Linked DNA regions of Mus musculus: region 2 is linked to region 1. Evidence: chromatin contacts called from public Hi-C data. All regions are on one chromosome and are shown on one strand. Each heading gives the region's core, a stretch centred on a gene start, on an enhancer-like site or on the middle of the called end of the contact. The rest is flanking DNA. Distances are from core to core; before and after follow the strand shown.

Evidence for each region. A called contact is a pair of places that touch in the nucleus more often than the background predicts.
Region 2: a contact with region 1 is called in a Hi-C map of uterus, with 2.3 times the contacts expected there. The contact joins the promoter of Htra3 here to the enhancer-like site in region 1. A contact is called at or near these places in 5 of 39 promoter capture datasets (the C10 cell line, embryonic stem cells, liver and 1 more), 22 of 484 Hi-C or Micro-C datasets (B cells, the HL-1 cell line, bone marrow-derived macrophages and 10 more), 8 of 115 datasets of contacts at active chromatin or transcription factors (the HPC-7 cell line, T-cell acute lymphoblastic leukemia, embryonic basal ganglia and 5 more) and 4 of 9 other capture datasets (adipose tissue, liver, macrophages and 1 more).

Annotation. Positions count from the first base shown.
Region 1 is chr5:35,640,596-35,643,512 of GRCm38.p6, reverse strand. No RefSeq gene overlaps it. Among named protein-coding and RNA genes, the nearest start is that of Htra3, 38 kb to the left of the region's middle. Within about 2 kb of position 1,407, at least 6 of the 459 cell types and tissues checked have an H3K27ac peak or open chromatin away from gene starts, as enhancers often do. A contact at or near this core is called in muscle stem cells and uterus, where this site is marked.
Region 2 is chr5:35,678,319-35,681,235 of GRCm38.p6, reverse strand. It overlaps Htra3 (HtrA serine peptidase 3), which reads left to right and starts at 1,456. Exons shown (of 9, transcript NM_030127.3): 1 at 1,456-2,292. The coding sequence starts at 1,890.

The DNA of each region.
Region 1 (2,917 bases), core at 158-2,657:
CAAGTGACCCTGGAACCATATTTGTCTCTTATTCTTACAAAAGAGGAGACACATCCAGGCAAAGGGACTATCCCAAGGGTACGGCACGAAGATAGCAGAGCTGAAACGTGAGCCTCAGTCTATAGCATTCCAACCCTGGAGTCGTAGTGGCCCCACCTGTCCTCTGCTCTGACCTTCCAGGGAGGCGTCTCTCTACAGTTGGATCTTCGGGGCCTTTGCCAGCTTTGGGCTGGCTTTACTTTGAGGATGGCCAGATGAAGAAGACAATAAATCCATGCTGAATAAATGAATGGATGCCTTTGCTGTTTCCAGGACTGGGAGGAGCTGGCGCAGATCTCCCCAACTCTACACTCTTCTTCAAACTCCCCCACCCCTGCTCTGGGCTTAAAGAGAAAAGTAGGATGGCCTCACTCACCAACCCATTCCTGGGCTCCTCAGCACATGGCATTCATCAAAGGCTGCTTTTCTACAGGATGTTGGGTACAGCTCAGTGTTCCTGAGGGGCCAGAGGACACAGGTGCAAGACTTAGGTTGCTGTGCCCCCCTGCAGTGCAAGCTCACCTGTATACACTTCTTCCCATCCAGCTATGGATACAGGACCAGCCTGGGCTATGTCCTGTGATCTGGAGGCTGTGCCCATGATAGCTCTCTGTTACAGGTGAACAACTACAGAGGCAGCTTCCTTGTGTCTCCTGTGGCCACTACAGGCATGTCCCACACAGTGTCCAGAGAGACCCTGCTACAGTGTTTGTGCCTGGACCTTTCTACCCCTTGTCACTTCTCTCCCCAACCAGGGCTTCCTGAGATCATCTTGTCCCTGGTCAGCTTTTGGGGAGTCTACTCTAAGCCTGTCCCAGTACCAGAAAGTGACAGAAAAGCCACTTGACCTCATGTCCAGCCCACTTCCCTTCCATCACAGGCTTCCCTTCCAGGGAAGAGGAGCCCAGGAACTCAGGTCGGGGCAGGTGGAGGTGTGCGAGGGAGCGTGTAAGCCTTCTGGGCTCAGTCAATCAGAAGTGTTTCCTGGGGGTGGGGGGGGGGTGGGGGGGGTGGCACTGGAGATCCAGGCTTGGATGGCTGAGCAGTGTGGGAGGAGCTCCTACACACCCCGGGCCTCCCTGCTGACGGCCTTGCAGACAGGGGCCTGACTCTGAGACGCTGCAGTAGAATTTCTTAACAATCCCTGTTCCATCGTTTATCTTATAAGCATTTTAAAATAAAGGACCCCAGCTGGATAAATAATCCCCCCAACCCATCTAAGCCATGGAAAATGGGAAGCTGCCCAGGCCTTCCATCTCCACAGATGAGAATCACAGAGGGGCCCGGACCCCAGGCCACCTCCCTGTCAGAACTCTGGACAGGAGGGGCTGCCAGACTCCAGGAAGGAGACGTGTGGCAGCCGCCTCAGTGACACTCCTGGGCCCCATCCAGGCCACTCTGAAAAGACTCAGCTGCTAAAATCATCTGCCTGGACCCTCTTGGGCCTGCTTTCTGTTCTTTCTGCATTTTTTCCCCCTTCAAAAACATTTACTGCTCCTCTCAAATGTTAAAAGTAACACATGTTCACAGCACAAAAGTCATATAAGCAGCAAGGAAAAAAGTAGGATTGCTCATAATGGCACAAGTGACAGCATGTGCTGCACACAATGGGTCTGCCACCTGAGAGCAGGCCTACCTTGACTGTTGTTTTGAGACAGCCACGTGGGGCCTGGGCTGGGTTGACCTTGAGCCTATAGGTAAAGATGAGCAAGCTGATGTTCTGATGACGCTGTCTTTCTGTCCATAGACATGGGATACTTCTGCCTTTATCAGCATCTTGATTTCTCAGTGTTTTGTCTACATCTGCATCATGTTGCACTGAGAAAATCATCCAAACGGACTGCACCTGCTTTCTGCCCTTACCTTATGCGACATTCCATCTTTCGCTAAACGTTATCAGCTATGCCCAAATCCCCATCACATGCAGACATTACAGCAACACAGATAACTGTTCCCCAGCACTGCGTCCTCCAGGCTTCCTGTGAACAATGGGAACAGAGAAAGCATACCCATCTGGTTCCCTGAAAGTTCAAAACTGTGCAGTAAACACGGGGCCAGTAAGATGGCTCAAGGGTTAAAGGGGCTTGCTGTCAAGCCTGAGCACCTGAGTTTCATTCCTCAGGTCCACGTTGTGGAAGGGGAGAACTGACTCTTGCAAGCTGTCATGTGACCTCCATACATGTGTTGTGGGCTCCATGCATGTACACGTGTGGAAACACACACACACACACATAAAATACAGTTTTTTTTTAAAACCTCAGAAAATGGCTGGTGAATGCTCAGCCAGCCTCCATGTCACATGCATGTGGCACTAACTCAGTGTCATGGCCTAGACCATATGGGTGCCAGGGACTAAGGGACTTGAGTCCCAGGAGTCAACAAAATGCATGAGATTGTGGCAGTATCCCCTGGTACCTATGCAATACCAGCCTGAGAGCACAGAGCCTCCTCCTGGGGCAGGTCTGTTTTGTCACGGTGATTCACAGTGGGGCTTCCCCCCCCCCCCATTCCAGTTGTCACCCTCAGAGCTCTGTTGGTAGATGCCCTGAGACCTTACTGACAGCTCCTTCATCCTTGTTGCTCTTGTGATGGCTGTTCTTGGTTGTCAACCTGACTACATCTGGAATTAACTAAAACCCATGCCTGCGAGGGATTTTTTTTCCTTCTTCATTTCGAAATGGGAAGACCCATTTTTCAATCTGGACCGTTTGTGATGGAAAGATCTGCTGTTAGTCTGGGCCATACCTTCTGCTGGCAGCCTCTATAAAGGGCACAGAAGAGGGACACTCCATCTCTTTCCTGCTTGCTCTCACCCTTCCTAGCAGGTCCATTCCTTCACTGGCATTGGAGCCTACTTCTTTGGGATACCAGCTTATAC
Region 2 (2,917 bases), core at 207-2,706, 38 kb before region 1:
GGGTCACTCAGACTCCAGAGAGAGGCCCAAGGTGTCCCTGTGACTGAGTGAGAAACTGTAAAGGGCTAAGGCAGCAGGGGGAGCCACTGCCCTGCCTTTGCACAAGACTCCCTGGAAGCTTCCAGAACAAAGACAGAGCCTGGAATGGACTCCCTCTTAGAAGCGAGGCTACAGCTGTGTCTATCCTTTAATTCCAAGCCTCGGCTTCCCTTCTGTACAGGTGACTGAAAGCATTTATGCAGCCATAGTAAGGGTCAGGTCAGGTGACCAGGGAGGATGATGTGACCCAGAGGGAAAAAGTTGGACTCGAGACCTCGGACAAAGCGAATGTGAGTGAAACCTGTAACTCACTGTCATTTTCCAGCCTCACTCTGAGGCCCCCACACTCACCCCAGGGGTAGGAGGGCACAGGGAACCTACTCAAACATGTGGAACAGCTTGCCATGACATACACGGTAGAGCAAAACCTTGTTTGCATCATTTCCCCATCTGCATTGGAGAAGTCCGGAGGGAGACCTGGCCTGCACTTCTGTTAAGAGAAAGTAATGCTTTCCCCCTCCTCACACACAACACCACAACATCACTACCCCCCCCCCAATACACCACACACACATACACTACCACCTCTACTAGGTGAGTGCTCACACCTGGAACCCCACTTCCTTTTTTCCCAAACAACTCAGTCTGATGAGGCCACTCTGCTTCCTGGCTACTGGGCTTTTCCCAGACCTGGAACCAGACTGCTCCCCAGGCCTTCCTCCTCTGCCCTCCACCAACATCCATCCAAGGTATGTGTGGCTTTATCAACTCATGGAAGCAGAGGTGTCACCATACCACACCACACCACACACCCTCCAGTGTGCTACCTGTTTCCAGTGCTGTTGAGAAACTGCAGAAGGTAACAGCTTCCTGCCAAGCTACTCTACTATGCTTTCTTTCCCTCCAGAGTTGCACACCAGGTTCTCCAGCCCCTGGAACAACGGATTCATTCAGTCTAGGGCCACCTCCCAGGGAGGCTCTGTTGGGTCCTCTGACTCCTGAAGCTCCAGCCACTAGCAACTTGACCTCCTGTACCCTGCTACCTGTCCTGGGTCTGAAGTAGCTTGGTGATTGCATGAGGAGGCACCAAAGTGTTGGGGAAAGTTGAGCAGGTGCTTTCTGTTCCTGCACTGCCTGGTGTCCTGGTACTGCCTGGTGTCCTGGCACTTCCAACGACTCTGAGGTAGGAGGTGCTCAGTAATCCTTGTAGAAGAAACAGAAGGACAACAGGCAGCAACCAGAGTTCTAGATCTGAGAGAGCCCAGAATAGATCCAAGGCAGATGGCCCCCCTCCAGCTGAAGATGGGAGGAAGGGAGCACCTGGCTGCTTTCTAAGTATCCGCTCCAATGTTGCCCGGTGGAGTGATGCAGAGCAGGAGGGGTCTAGGTTTGGGGCCTTGCTGAGCTTGGCTGCTCAAGTAGAGTAGGGGTTCCTCTGTGAAGGAGAGCTAGGGACAGAATTTGGACTTGTTCATGTCTCTGGGGTTGCGGTCAGGTCCCTGGCTAGGACTGGAGTATTCCGAAGCAGCTCCCCTTTCCCAGACCCTCATTCTGGGCCGGCAGACCTGTCACCCAAAGTGCACACCAGGCAAGCGGGGAGCAGGAGGCTCCGGGTGGGTCCCCACCAGCCGGGGCGGGGTCCCGTGGGGCAGGGGCGGGGCTGGCGGCGGGCAGGGCCGCCCCTTCCAGCGAGGGCAGACTGTCTTGGCCTTTAAGCGCCTGCTGAAGCTCGGCTGAGAGAGGCCCGGGTCAGTCCCCACACCATGCCCTGTTTGCGCTCCGGGCCAGAGTGCGCCTGAGCGGTTCGGGCCTCGGTATCCCCGCGGGTCTTGCGCCGCCGCCTCTCCGCGATGCAGGCGCGCGCGCTGCTCCCCGCCACGCTGGCCATTCTGGCCACGCTGGCTGTGTTGGCTCTGGCCCGGGAGCCCCCAGCGGCTCCGTGTCCTGCGCGCTGCGACGTGTCGCGCTGTCCGAGCCCTCGCTGCCCTGGGGGCTATGTGCCTGACCTCTGCAACTGCTGCCTGGTGTGCGCTGCCAGCGAGGGCGAGCCCTGCGGCCGCCCCCTGGACTCTCCGTGCGGGGACAGTCTGGAGTGCGTGCGCGGCGTGTGCCGCTGCCGTTGGACCCACACTGTGTGTGGCACAGACGGGCATACTTATGCCGACGTGTGCGCGCTGCAGGCCGCCAGCCGTCGTGCGTTGCAGGTCTCCGGGACTCCAGTGCGCCAGCTGCAGAAGGGTGCCTGTCCCTCTGGTAAGCTCCACCAGGAATCAAAAAAGCCTTACTCTGAGGAAACTGAGGTCCAGGGGAATCTGTCCACTTCCACTAGGCAGCCTTTTAAGAATAGTTCACACAACCCTCTGGCTTTCTAGATGGGGAAACTGAGGTCCCCAAGAGATAAATGCTGTCCCCAAAGTCACAAAAAGTTAGACTTAAACTCTAGTGTGGCAGCCTGGTAGCGTCTGGTGGGCTGTGAGGCTCTGACCCAGCCACACTCCTGTTTCTTAGAGTCCTCCAGTGACTTACAAGGGAACGAGCGTCAAGCAATCTTTTCCTGGTCTCTGTCTTCAATTCCTGCTCTGTTTTCTTCTGTCAGGCTGTGCTGGGTGCTGGTTCTGTGTGCCTGTCTTGGGCCTGGCTGTCTGAGAGGCAGAGGGTTTTCAGGGTGGCCAGGCACCTGCATTACTCTGCTCCCTTCATGGTTGTGTTTGGTGTACTCTTCTCTGCTCTCCCATGTGACAGATACTATTAACATCAGGTTCTGGGCAGAAACCAGTAAGAATGGAATTGTTCTTTACAGATTGAGCCATTTGTAAGAAAAAAATCTTTTCTGGCCTGACTGTCCCTAACTGGAAACAGTGTATCAGTGCATGGCATA